2 separate regions of the Neogale vison genome follow, and region 1 is linked to region 2. A link is a contact called in public Hi-C data. All regions are on one chromosome and are shown on one strand. The core of a region is the stretch at or near the end of the contact, and the rest is flanking DNA. Distances in the headings are between cores, read along the strand shown.

What was found. Hi-C and Micro-C count contacts between places; a contact is called where the count stands out from the background.
Region 1: a contact with region 2 is called in a Hi-C map of muscle, with 10 times the contacts expected there. The contact joins the promoter of DEXI here to the promoter of NUBP1 in region 2. A contact is called at or near these places in 2 of 3 Hi-C or Micro-C datasets (fibroblasts and muscle).

Annotation. Positions count from the first base shown.
Region 1 is chr14:24,195,777-24,202,993 of ASM_NN_V1, reverse strand. It overlaps DEXI (dexamethasone-induced protein), which reads left to right and starts at 3,731. Exons shown (of 2, transcript XM_044232897.1): 1 at 3,731-4,229. The coding sequence starts at 3,794. The coding sequence ends at 4,081. It overlaps LOC122896075 (stress response protein NST1-like), which reads left to right and starts at 970. Exons shown (of 5, transcript XM_044234014.1): 1 at 970-1,077; 2 at 1,182-1,335; 3 at 3,292-3,519; 4 at 3,551-3,591; 5 at 3,593-3,751. The coding sequence starts at 970. The coding sequence ends at 3,751. It overlaps CLEC16A (protein CLEC16A), which reads right to left and starts at 1,102. Exons shown (of 23, transcript XM_044234081.1): 1 at 892-1,102. The coding sequence starts at 971.
Region 2 is chr14:24,036,529-24,043,371 of ASM_NN_V1, reverse strand. NUBP1 (cytosolic Fe-S cluster assembly factor NUBP1) reads right to left here and starts at 2,828. Exons shown (of 10, transcript XM_044233941.1): 1 at 2,792-2,828; 2 at 2,609-2,713. The coding sequence starts at 2,810. It overlaps LOC122896009 (a long non-coding RNA gene), which reads left to right and starts at 2,706. Exons shown (of 3, transcript XR_006382345.1): 1 at 2,706-2,900; 2 at 3,721-3,903; 3 at 5,983-6,843.

The DNA of each region.
Region 1 (7,217 bases), core at 2,482-4,981, 160 kb before region 2:
AAGGTGGTCTGGAAAGGCCTTACATAGCTGATAAACACTGCTTCCCCCATTAGCCACCTACTGTGTAAGAGACACTGGATCTATCTCTTTCCATGCATGACATTATTGAGTTCTTGCACAGTGTACATCAACCCCATTTGCAGATGGGGAAACAGAGGCTCAAGGAGTAATTTGTCCAAGGTCACACAGCCATGAAGCAGTAGAACAAGGATCTGAATGCAGGTCTGACTGCAAGGCCTTTCTGTGCATTCCCGCTTCCCAGGACCACGCTGGCCACCTGCCCTCCCCCAGAACTCTATTTCTGATAGTCCCCTCCTTAAACTCTCCCAGGGGAAAAAAAATTTTAAACGACTGCCCTTTACTGAGCAGTAGTACATGCTTCCAGTTTTATTATGTGCATTCCCTTAACCAACCCTCAAAACAATCATGGGGAGTAGATGCTGTCACTATATCCACTTTACAACTGAGGAAACTGAGGTCTAAATTCACACACCTAGATTCGAACCCCGTCCTGACCTCTGACCCCTAAGCTGCGGAGCCGAAGAAGTACCACCCCCGGAAGCTTGGTGCCCACCGCTGCCCCGGCAACAACAAAGGGCGCATCCGTAAGCTGAAAACTATCCCCTTACTTTACAAACGGGATACTGAGACTCTGAGAAGCTAAGCCACTTGCCCAAGGTCACACAGCGAGGAGCGATGGTGTCAGGGTTCGAACCCAGGCACCCTGACTCCAGAGCCCTCGCTCTTAACCATCGTACAGCCTCTCCCGGACGTCTCTCTCCTTCCTCCACCTCGCTCTGACACCTCGCAGAGCCCCCGGCCCGGAGCTATTTGCCCCCATCCCCAAGTCCAGCCCCGCGGCCTGCCCCCCTCAGCCCCCAGCACACTCACTTGAGGTGGTCCAAGGAGTGGATGTTGCGGGAAGACTTGCCATGGCCCCCGCCCACCCAGCTCCGCGAGCGGCCAAACATGTCGGCGGCCCCGACCCGTTGCCCGCCTCACGGTCTCATGCCCGAGCGGCCGAGCGGCCGGGCGCCCGCAGTGACAGCACAAGCGGAGGAGGCAGCGGCGGAGGTGGTAGAGGGACCGCCAACCACCTTCCTCCCCGGCCCACAGCTCCGCACTGACATTCAGCCGGAACCGGCCGTTCGACCGCCGCGCTTTACGGCCGCCGCCACGAGGAACGCTGGGAAGTGCAGTTCGCCCGCGAGGCCCCTGCCGACGGGACTCGGCAAACGAACTACAAGGCCCGGCGTGCATTGCGCAACTGCGGGCCTGCGGCCTCGGAGAAGAGGCGGAGCGAGAGGAGGAGGAGAGCCCGCAGTATCCCGGACGGTGGGCGGGAATGGGAAACCTATGCGCGCACCCCTGGGAAGGGAATTGGTGAGGCTGGGTGCTTAAAAGTAACCGCAGTGTTCACGATCTTTAGGTTGTATGACAAGAATCGGAATAGCTATTGCATGGCTTTTACTATGTGCCACCGTCCTGAACGCTTTACATAGACTGATATTTAAGGCTAACAACCAGCCTATGAGGTGGGTACTATCATCCTCACGCTACCCACGGGGAAACTGAATCACAGAGGAGCTGACTTTCCGAAGGTCATGCAGCTAGTAAGTGCATGGTTCAGACCCTGGCACCTACATTTTATGCCCCCGTAAACTAATCTGTACCAGATCGGTAATGGTCTTGACGGTCTTTACAGCTCTTCTTTTTCCACTTCAACTTAAAAAAATAGATTTTGGAAGGTCTTCGGGCAACAGTGTACCGAAACTGAACATCCTGTGCTTTCAGAGGATTTCTCTAGTCTTCACCCCAAATCCAAGCAATTCCCAAAACTACCACATTGAGAAGAAGAATTAGAATTAGAAGAAAAGAAACACCCAACTCCCCACATGAGCCAGGAAGATGTATCTAAATGTCTGTCCTGCAGGAGGAGTGAGAAGCTCCCTGGAGGCAAGGCTGCCCTGTTCACCATTCATTCGTTCCTTTCGGCACCGCAGAGTTATCTAAGGACTACTGTGTCTCATTAGCTGTGCTCAGAGTTGGGCTAAGGACCCATGTTTTCCCCCACTGCCTAGCACATAGTTTGGCACATCATATGTGAATGACTGACAGAATGGAGGTTTGTTTCCCCTTAGGCTGTTGGAGAATTAATGGTTTGCTGTAATTGATCTAAATGGGCAAGGAGACAGTAATGGAGGAAAAAGGGCAGGTCTGATCTCCAAACACACACAGACTTAGCCTCTGCCTTCCGGGGCCTTCCCTTTTCTCTGGGCCCAGATTTCCTCATCTGTAAAAAGGCCTAGCACACTACACAGCCACGTCTAGCTGCAATTAAGCGATGTGTGTAAAACACCCAGCTCAGTGTGACCTGAGATGTATAGGTCTTTCCTGGAGCCTGGCCGTCTCAGTCAGCAGAGCATGCAACACTTGATGTTGGAGTTGTGAGTTTAAGCCCCGCTTTGGGTGCAGAGATTACTCAAAAAATCAAATCTTTGAAAAATAAGGACGATCTGTGGAACTGTTCTGGAAGGCCCTTTGGGCAAGATCAGTCTCCTGAAGGATATACAAGAGTTGCTCATGAAAAGGGGAATCAGCGAGTGCGAGACTCACTTTTCTATGTAATTCTTGGCTGTTTCAATGTTTAACCACGTCCTCTTTCAAACATGGTTTACAAAGCAAAAACAGGAAGCAACCCCACTGCCACAGGTCTGACTTGCCTGGGAATCTCTTTATTCGGGGGTCCCTGAACCCTGTTATGCACCTCCTCGCGATGCACCTGTTAAGGACCTTCTGGCACCCAGAATTTGGAGAGCCGAAGGAGGCACTGATTAATCTTTCCCACCATGGAAAATTGCCACTTTGGAAAGTCCTAGGTTTTCACCGGTAAATTCACCTCTCCCCTACCCCGCCTCCTTTTGACAGGTAAACTGAGTTCCAAAGAGGCGTGACGCTATGTCCAAGTTCAGGGAAGGCTGCTGAGGAGGCTTGGAGCGGGGTGCGGGGGGGTTCCCTTCTGCTACCTTAACCTTCAGGATCTGTCAAGTTTTGAACTGTGTTCTGTGTCGTTCCCCTCCCGCTACTCCCTGGGGGATGCCCAGAGCCAATTGGATTTGAGACCTGGGCGGAGCCCGGAACCGGGGAAGCAGCTCAGAGGCCAGCGCCCCTGAGGGGCGGAGCGAAGCGGTACCGCCCCCGGACGGCTCGGGCCAATGAGCGCGGGAGTCGAGTGAGCCAATGAGCGCGGGCAAGGGGCGGCGGGCCAATGAACGCGGGGCGGCTCCGGAGGCGGTGCTCGGAACGCGACCAGGAGGGCGACGCGGCGGCTGCAGCTATGGGCGCTGGGCCTGCGGGGGCGCGGAGGGGGCTCGAGGAACTGCCGGGCGGGGCTGGAGAGACTGCCGCCGGGACTGGCCCTCGACGCTGAGCCGCGGTGGGGTCTCCGCCGGCGCTGCGAGGGCCTGTGAGCTCGAGCGAGGCGCATCGGAGGAGCCGGGCAGTCCCCGGCCACCTCAAGTGTGGGGGGGTCTTGCCTGGCCGCCGGGAGGATCGAGAGGACCCTGTGGGCACATCTGGGGGTGCCTGGACCCCGCCGGGTACGTTTCAGGGGCCGGGGCGCGTCCTCAGAGGCCGCCGCACACCGGCGGGGCAACCGCCGGGGCCCAGCGCCGCCTGGGTCGAGCCCCCGGGGCGCCCCTGGATGGCTGAGCTGCCCCCTTGCCGGCCGCCCGGGCGCCGCAGTGGCTGAGATCGCTGGGATCGCCGGGCCGCCGCCCTCGCCGCCCCCTGCATGCCCGGCGCCCGGGTCGCGGCCCACCTGGACGCGCTGGGCCCCCTGGTCCCCTACGTGCCGCCGTCGCTGCTGCCCTCTATGTTCTACGTGGGCCTGTTTTTCGTCAATGTGCTGATCCTGTACTACGCCTTCCTCATGGAGTACATTGTCCTCAACGTGGGCCTCGTTTTCCTGCCCGAGGACATGGACCAGGCACTGGTGGACCTCGGCGTGCTCTCCGATCCCGGCTCCGGCCTCTACGATGCCGATTCGGAGCTCGATGTCTTCGATGGTTACTTGGAGTAGGCTTGGCTACCGTCCTCCCCTCCCCCGAACGACCCGCACCCCTCGGCCTGGACCAGCCGCCCAAATCATGCCGCCGCTGCTGGTTGGGGGCATCGTCGGGCCAGGGATGGAATCCCCAGGACGAGGCCGACTCCGGCCTCCAAGACCTGTAAGTGCCCTCTCTGCACCAGATGAGTGTGGGTTAGGGGTGCTGGCGAAGAGGGTGGCATCTCCAGACCAGACACGCACCCTTCCCCCAGGCTCCTGGAGGTCCATTCAGATGCCAGGAATGGCCAGACCCCTGTCAGGCCCTTAGCTGGGGCTGGAAAGCTTCCCCTGATGAAGGTGACAGTTGTTGCAGAGGGGAAGAGAGGCAGAGCCCAAGGGGTGTTCGGGTTAGCCATGGTACCTACTGCCACAGCTTGTAGAAAAGCCTTTGCACCCAGGTCCCTTTGAGGCAGAGCTCTCAGCTTCTCCCTTCTGCCTCAGTCTGGCTTGGTGGTGACCTTGGCTTGCTGGGGATTCCCATAGTCCTGGAAGGATAAAGACTTGGAGTGTCAGAAGAGGTAGCAAGCCAGGCAGTGACCACCTTTGTCCTGTGGCCCCTAGGGGACGGGGTGGAGACTCAAGAGTAAGGGCCCCGGCTGAAGCTGCGAGAGGAGAAACCTCCTTCTGCAAAGTCTGCACTTCCTTTTGGCCTTGGGTTTGCTGCTTCTTGGGAGTCGGGTTTCAGGGTGCCCCAGCTCGGCAGGTCTGCAGCTTGCATCTGCAAGGACTGCCAGTTTCGCAGGTTCCTTTCGCAGACCAGGCAGGCGGGGGCTGGCTTTGCCTGCAGTGTTTGCAAGGCCTCAAGGAGCCCTTGGGCCAACAGGAGTAGGGACCACAGGATCTTTGCACTGAGGTGTTCTAGGCTGCAACCAGGTGGCTGTGTGTCCTGCCCCACCCTGTGTGTTGCTGGGAGGGAAATCAAGGTCTAGGAAGGAGAGGGACTTGGCGGAAGTCTCAGGGCTGGGAAGAGAGGCAGCTGAACAAGATGAGAGAAAGAGAGAGAGGCAGGCTGTTGGGTCTGGTGAGGTTCATGGGACTTGCAGGCACTCTTTGAGCCCCTCCACTGGACAGTGTGCAGTGTCACTAGGCACAGGGCCTGAGTGGGAGGATACTGAGATGGCAAGGGCTCCTTCTAGAAGACGGACACTAATGCCACTTCCCCCAAGCAAGCTAAGTTAACTCCCCTCCTCTGTGGCCTTCCCTTTCCAAAATGACCATAGTCAGAGGGAATGCAGGGTGGGGCAGGACCTGCTAGAGGTAGGCTGAGGGCTGGGGGCTCCCCCTGAGAGGTGGACAGTGAGATTTCTTTGATAAAAGCTTCATTTGAGCTCACTGAGACCTTAGCCAGAACCAAGTGCCAGGTGGAGAATGGGTCAGCTGCCCTGCATACCTACCCAGTCTCCTTGCCTGCCTGTCTGCCTGTCTGTCTGCCTGCCATCCATCCATCCATCCATCCATCCATAAATCCATTCTTTGATTGAACAAATATTTATGGAGTACATATTGTGCCCAGTAGATAAACACAGTGAACAAGAGAGACTTAGGTGTGACCTCCTGGCACTTGGTGAGAAACGACAAGCAGATTCCCAAAGAAGGCGATGAGATCTTTTGCGAGCCACGAGGACTTGGGCAGTGCCTGGCATCTAGTAGACACTCAATAAATGTCTGTTGAATGAGCGAAGCAGAAGAATAGAGATGGGCTGCTTTAGAAAGGGGGAGGGGGGCCAGAGAAGGTCCCTTGAGATGACACAGTTCACTGAGCCCTAAATTGGTTGCAGGAGCCAGATTGAAGATCTAAGATCTGGGGAAAACCAATCGAGGCAGAGGGAATCTAGAGCCAAAGCTGTGAGGTTCCCGGGAGAGTTGGTTTTTGCAGCAACCAAGAAGAGGCCAGTGTGTGGCTAAGAGCAGCCCAGGAAGCGGTCTGTGGGGCGGTCTGTCCATAAAGGACATAGGAGACCATGGCCATGAGCAGTAGGAAGCAGGAGGTGACACAATTTCAATTCACAATGTGTAAAGCCGACTTTGGCTTTACAAAGAATCGGCTTTGGGACAAGTATGGAAGCGGAGAAGCCCGTTAGGAACTATTCAGTTGCTCAGGCTGGAGGTAACGGGGGCCTGGATAGGGCAAGGTTGCTAAAGATGGAGAAACACAGACTGAGAAGACCTTTTGAAGGCAGAACCTGAGGAATCCATTCAAAACCTGTACTGAGTATTGATCATCGCCCATGCCCCGTTCTAGGCCCTTTGCATATTACTCAGTCAGCTGTTCAGCAAACTTCGCTTCTGCGTGCTGTTCTTCCAGGCCCTGTGCTAGGCCTTGCAGATCCCAAAATGAATCCCTGCCTCCAAGCCAAGCGTTTGACTTTCAGACAGTGTAAGTCGGTGTCTTATTTTATCTCTTCACCACATCAACAGAAACACTTCCCCTTCCAAATGAAAACATTGGCAGACTCTGAACCAAAAACTGAAGCCCAAATGCTCCGACAAACTTTGCAGCAGAGGCTGTTTGTGCAGAAACGCCAGGAAGTATGTCTCAGGGACACCCTTCCTTGCAAAGCTGGGACACCCTTGCAAAGCTGTCGGAGGGCCTGACCCCGAGCTGGGAGGTAGGGAGGCCATGGGCTGGGGACAGTACTCAAGCCTGAAGACATGGGGAAGCCACGCACAGCATTCCTTCTCCCCCAATCCCAAAGCCAGGCCAGGGTCGTCTTGGCCCCAGAACCAGGGAGGCCCAGACTGGGGGAGGGAAAGGGTGGCCAGCAGCAGGCAAAGCCTTTGGGAGACCTCCAAAAAGGGTCTGACTGTACCTCAGCTCCGGGCCCCTTTCTGGAAGCGAAGGAACCTCCGTAGTCAGATCTCATTATTTCTGGCTTGGTCTCATGTGGACATATTCTCATGTTACACACCAGAAGGTCATGGAGGCACTGGCTAAGGGTATGGGGCATGCTTGGTAGTGGGGACTGGGGTGGATCTCAAGGTGTACTCACTTGCCTCTCTCTCTCTTTTTTCTCTTGGTGTGTGCCCGCACAGTCCACCCAATGTTTGTTGAGCACTTACCAAAGGAGGCGATATTGGGGTTGGGATCATAAGCAAGAACCTGGTTCAA
Region 2 (6,843 bases), core at 1,579-4,078:
AATCCGCCTGGGGACACTTTTGATTGTCACAAGGAAGAGGGGCTGCTGTTATGTAGTGAGTAGAGGCCACAGATGCTGCTAAATGTCTAACGATGCCAGCCACCTGGGTGGCGCAGGAGGTTAAATGTTCAACTCTTGGTTTCGGCTCTAGTCATGAGATTGAGCCCTGTGTTGGGCTCCGCGCTCTGCTCAGCACGGAGTCTGCTGGAGATTGTCTTCCTGTCCCTCTGCCCCTCCCCCTACTTGTGTTCTCTCTCTCATATAATTCCTTAAAAAAAAAAAAAAAAAGCCTAAGAATGCACCCGACAGCACCCCACCCCAAAGAATTATCCAGATCTAAATGTCCATAGCGCGAAGGTTGAGAATCCCTTACAAACAGCAGGAATTTATAAGGACCAGTCGCAGATAACTACCACAGATCATACATCTGCTGTGCACTCAACATTTCACCTCGCTTCAATTCCTTATAATACCACCATGAAGTAACTATTCTACCTGCTCCTTATTTATAATTTTTTAAAAAACATTTTATTTATTTATTTGACAGACAGAGATCACAAGGAGGCAGAGAGCCAGGCAGAGAGAGAGGGGGAAGCAGGCTCCCCGCTGAGCAGAGAGCTGGATGCGGGGCTTGAAACCAGGACCCTGAGATCATGACCTGAGCTGAAGGCAGAGGCTTTAACCCCCTGAGCCACCCAGGTGCACCTATAAATTTTTTTTAAAAGATTTTATTTATTTGACACAGAGAGAGAGAGAGAAAGAGCACACACAAGCAGGGGGAGTGGCAGAGGGAGAAGCAGGCTTCCCTCCAAGCAGGGAGCCTGACGTGGTGCTTGATCCCAGGACCCTGGGTTAGAAGGACCCCGAGCCAAAGGCAGCTGCTTGACAACTACGCCACCAGGGAGCCCCTGTCCCTTATTTAAAAAGTAGGTCACAAGGGGCATCAGACTCTTGGTTTCTGCTCAGCTCAGACAATGATCCCAGGGTCCTAGAATCAAGCCCCAGGTCTGGCTCTGCGTTCAGTGGGGAGTCTGCTTGGGATTCTCTTCCTCTCCCCCTGCCCCTCTCCTGTTTGTGAGCATGCTCTCTTTCAAATGAATAAATAAACCTTAAAAACAACAACAACAGGGACGCCTGGGTGGCTCAGTTGGTTAAGCAGCTGCCTTCGGCTCAGGTCATGATCCCAGCATCCTGGGATCGAGTCCCACATCGGGCTCCTTGCTTGGCAGGGAGCCTGCTTCTCCCTCTGCCTCTGCCTGCCTCTCTGTCTGCCTGTGCTCGCTCGCTCTCCCTCTCTCTCTGACAAATAAATAAATAAAATCTTTAAAAAAAAAAAAAAACCACCACCACCAACAACAACACAAAAACTTGGTTCCAAGCCCAATGTGGGGCTTGAACTCATGACCCTGACATCAAGAGTCACATGCACTATGGACTGAGCCAGCCAGGCACCCTGAGCCTGAGCCCCATTTTGGATAAGGGAATGGAGGCTCAGAGACTTTAGGAGTCTTGCTCAAAGTCATACTGTTTGCGGGAACCAGGAATTAAACCTGAGTCTCTCGTGGAACTCCTTCACAATTCTCTCAGCCTCCTTTCTTTTCTTTTCTTTTCTTTTTTTTTAATTTGACAGACAGAGATCACAAGTAGGCAGAGAGGCAGGCAGAGAGAGAGGAAGGGAGGCAGGCCCCCTGCTGAGCAGAGAGCCCCATGCAGGGCTCAATCCCAGGACCCCGAGATCATGACCTGAGCCGAAGGCAGAGGCTTTAACCCACTGAGCCACCCAGGCGTCCCAGCCTCCTGCTTTTTAAGATCCTTTTGGTAAATCCCCAGAGTCTGTCCCACCCTCCAATGTGTCCTTTGTCATACTTATCGTTGCGATGATTTAATGCTTGCTCACTGGTTAATGGGGGGGGGGTCTCCCCTATTAAACTAACATCCACTAGGGCAGCGACCTCGTCTCTCTCATTCACAGCTGTATCCCCAGCACAGAGCACTGTGCCTAGCAGGTGAGGATGTATTTCTGTTAAATGAACAGGAGAAATGCTCCTTCTCAAAAGGAAAACAATTCTGGGCGCCTGGGTGGCTCAGTGGGTTAAAGCCTCTGCCTTCGGCTCAGGGCATGATCTCAGGGTCTTGGGATCGAGCCCCAACGGGGCTCTCTGCTCAGCAGGGAGCCTGCTTCCCTTCTCCCCTCTCTGCCTACTTGTGATCTCTATCTCTCTGTCAAATAAATAAAATCTTAAAAAAAAGGGGGGGAAGACAATGCTGCCCAAGAATAAGCCAGAGCAACCCCCAGTTCAAAGTCTATACCCTATTCCCTAGGACGCTGCCTTCCACCCGACCACGTACTGCTGTCACTCAAACCTCTCGCCCCACCCTTTCCCTCCCGCCCCTAGACCCGCTAATCTTGAGACACGCCCTCCCTTAGACTGGCAGGTCAGTCCCCGGTCCTTCAGGCTCCGCCCCATCCCACTACTTCCCTCTACTCTTCCGACTTCTCCACAGCCCGCCTCCTCTAGGCCCACCCCTCCTCGGAAAAGGCCTCCGGGTCCCACCTCTTCCGGGCTGGCGCCCTTCACTTCCGGTTCAGGCCTTGCCCCTTCCTCACCTGGGTCGGGAGCGGCGCCGGCTCCGGAAGCGCAGAGCCGCTGGTTGGGGCAGCCCTGACATGAGGCCCCTCGGCCCGCCTGGGCGCTGCCGGTCCCGGGACAGCCTGCGCGGGCACAAGGTCACAGTTAGAGTGGCTCCTGTCCCTTCAGCCTCTCCACCCACGCCCCTTCCGCGCGCTCACCCTGAGGCACCTCCTCCATTCGGCTGCCTTCGAAGTCTACGCGGTCACCGGAATACGCTTTACGTATTTCCGTCTCCCCGCGCCCAATCTGACTCTCCAGCCGCGCGAAGTAAGTCTCGGAAAGAGGGCTTTGCTCACGCGCGGACCTTGTGCCCGGTGCTTGGGGCTGGTCTTTTCCTTTAAAGCCGAGCTGTGGAGATCTTTCGTAAATTATTCAGTATATAGCTCCTAGGAACAAAGGCATTATCCTCCATGACCTCAGTGCTCTTTCGTACCCAGGCAATCGGATACGGATGCAAAATTATTAGCTAACGTGCACTTTATATTCAAACGTACTCAATTGTCCCAAAGAAGACCCCCGCCCCTCCGCCCCGCATCCTGGATCCCGTCAAAAGTCGCACCTGCCGTTGGTCCTCATCAGGCTGTTAATTCAGAACAGTCCTGCTCTCCTGCCCCCTTGCCATTTTCTGTCTTTGAGGACAGGAATGAATTTGGATACAGTCCAGGCCATTCGCCTTATGCGATACCCACTCCAGGATCTTGTTCCGTCCGATCCCCGCCCCCGCCATGATTAGATTCCAGTTAAAAGGTTTTGGCATAAGGCCCCCGAGTCATGTGAACAACAGTGGTGTCACAGCGAGAGGCACAGAATGACAGTGGGTCCCGCTGTTGGTAAGGCGAGGGCTTGGCCGCTTGGGGAAGGCTGCATCCGCCCGCCCTGCCTCTCCAGCGAGTGGTACCCTTTCCCGTCTGTAATGAATAAGGATTCTGAGATGATTTCGTGGAGGTCATGCGAGTATCCTGTTCATCAGCCTTGCCCTTGGCGGTGTTAGCACTGTTCTTGCCTGAACCCCTTCTAGCGGTGCTCCCAAACTTGTGCCTTTGGGTGAGAAAACAGAGGGTCCAAATGTCTGAACTCCTTTCCTCAGGTCACACCGCTGCTAGCGAGGGAGCCAGAGGGATGAACCTGGGCCGTGGGGCTTGTGAGCCTGCTGGGTCACCCGTAAGACACAGTGACAGGTGCTTCCGTACGAACCGCTGGTGCCACCAAACGGCCATGATGCCATTCGTCCTGGCACCCAGCCTGTCCGCCACAGTGGATAACGAAGCAGGTAATTAGTTTTCTAAAAGCTATGGCATTAGACAACAGGGGTGTTAGGGAAGAAGCCCTTAAAGGGTGGTGGCGAGGGTGACGAGTGGTGTTTCAGATGGAACGAACCACACGAACAAGCCCAGAGGTCCGAGAGAAAGTCCCCCTGTTAGGCCGGGGGACTGTCGTGATCTGCAGTTTGCAGGTAGGAAGACAAGGTCACTGGGAAGGGACTTGCCCAAGGTCTCAGAGCCGGTAAGCAGCACAGCTGGGAGGCCAGAGAAATCTGTTGTAGGGACTGCGCTTTTGACACTGTGCCACACACCGGGAGGCAGGATGCAAACTGTTCTCTTTTCACTGAACAAAGTGAGGCTCAGAGACGTTAAGTGGCTTACCCAGGAGCTTGCAGCCAGAAGGTTCCACCAAACTCTTGAGACTGCACGCTCTTTTTACCCCCTCAGCCACAAAGCAGAGGCCCAAGGCCGGCCTGCTTCTGATCTTCCTTACTGATGTCCCCTAAGACACTTCCAGCACGTTGTTTCCAGCTGTCTTCAGCAGCCCTGCGAGCTCTAATTACCCAGGGCCCTCCCACTCAGCCAGTTTCTCTGCTCCGAGGCAAAGAAGAAAGGTCTTCCACTCCTCAGTCCCTCCCTTCTTGCTCCTCCCCATAAGGCTGTAAAAATCCTCACATTCCACACTAGAAAGTAAAATCAAGTAAACCTCCTCTCTGCTTTTTGCTCCAGATCTCTGTCCTGTGGTCCCGGGCCAAACTTCCTGTCTCACCGGGGATGGGATTTTCCATATGTGGGAGTGGGACCCGGAGGGCAGGAGTGAGGCTGCAGAGCAGATTTCCAGGCCCATCCTGACCTCCTGAATCAGAAACTCAGGGGCTGGGCTGGGGAATCTGCTTCTTTACGCTCTTACCAGATAGTAATTTTATGCACTAAAGTTTGAGAACCACTTCTGAAGAGGAGTACATCTCAAGACTCTGTCCACTTGTAGTCACCCTTTCCACATCCTTCACACCTTCAGGCCTAACAAACTTCTATCCACAACTCTTTCCTCAAACCACTTCCTCCTTCCAGAGTTCTTATCTCAGAGAATGGTACCCCCGCTGCCCTAAGAACTCAGGTCTGAAATGTGAGCATCGGACTTGCTTCCTTCACACCATCTCCCTGTATCAGTTAGCACCTGCTGCGTAACAAGTCATAAATACACGTATATGTATGTATATATGTATACACACACACAAACACATATATATACTGTGGTTAAAACAAAGGTTTATTATTTCTCATGAGTCTTCTGGTTTTATCTGAGCTCACTAATGTGGCATCATTCAGGAACGGAGTAGAACATTCTTATTCTCATGTGTGCCTCAGTCTCCCTCCTTGTGACCACTGTCTCTCCACAAAAAATTCAGTGGTCTAGCCGAGCGCCTTTCCGTGGCAGCTGAACAAGGCTGAGATCTGGTGCAGGGTCTCTTTCTCATATCACACTGGTCAAAGCAAGTCCCAAGGACAGCCTGGGTTCCAGGGGCAGGGAAACGGAGGCCACATCTAGATGGGCGGAGTGGCAGGCGTGTGTAGAGATGGCGGTACAGGCTGGCAGTCACTGCTAGAAACGTTCATGATGTCTCCCTCCATGTCCAATCGGGCATCAAGTCCGCTGGCCTCACTTCTGTGTGACGTGATGGTGTAGTTCCCTAACTGGTCCCAGTATGTCACCCCACTATGAGCAAGTCCTCTGTTCTACCCCTAGAATCTGGGCTCAGGCGTGTGACTGACTTTGCTCGTGAAATGTTAGCCAAAGTGAGCTAACAAAAAACAGGTATGAGGCTGCTCTCACCTTCGCTTGCCCCTCTGCCTCCACTATGAGAACACCTCATGGGCTATCCCACAGGAGGGAAGACCTATGGGGCCAGGCTGAGCCACCTGGGGTGGTGCCAGCCAAGTCCGTCCCAAAACAGGGACCCTGAGACCTGGGAGAGTCCAGAGCCCCCTATCCAGACCTGCAGGTGACCACCAGGTATGTGAGTCCTGAAGAACCATCTAACCAATGCACAGACTCAGGAGCTAAACAAACACTTCACTGTGTTAAGCCCCCAGGTTCGAGGTGGCAACAGACAGCTGACGCTACATGACATCATCACCGCATCATGACCTTCATCCAGACCCCGGTTCTCCTGGGCCTGCAGTGGTTTCTGGGTAGCCCCACTAGGCTATGTGGCCACGACAAGCCTCCCCCAGCCTGCAGAGGCTCGAGGCAGCAGAGATCATTCTTGGCTCCGGCTACCGAACAGGTTCACGGGCAGACACCTGCTTGTTGTTCCTCGGGGACACACACGACAGAGGCCCTACAGTCTCACGTTGCCATGGTCTGAGCACATGCTTCAAAGCTGGAGCGCATGACTTGTACAATGCTTCTTCAACACATTCCCCCCCAGAAACAACCCCTATGCGCACACCTTCTATCCAGAGAATCGGTCACACCCAAAAGAGCATAGGGGGTGCAGTCCCTGGAAGGAGCAGAGACCAGGGAGTGGCCGGTACTGGACTCCTCTGCTACATGTCATACGGTCCTTTCCCCTCACAATTCAGATGGGTCACTCTGCTACACATGCACCTTCCCTGGCTCCCTATGGCCCAAGCTAGCACCAATCTTGATATGGTTTTCAGTCCAGTTCAACCCCGTGACTCAGGTTACCCCTGCCACCCCATATTTGCTCTGTGCCACTGTGCACGCTGAGCTTGATCTAAAACCAAATAGCAGGCTTTTCCTTGGTACCCCAGCCATTGCTCTGCGGCTCACACCAGTCCTTCCCCACAACTCTGGGCCTCTCTGGCCCTCCTCTGGGACAGGTCACCTCTCCGCATCATCCCACGGGAAGCCGGTTCAGGCCCATGGAATCCACGGCCTTCCCCTTTTCCTGAACACGGCATGTTCCAGAAGTCTGAGCCCA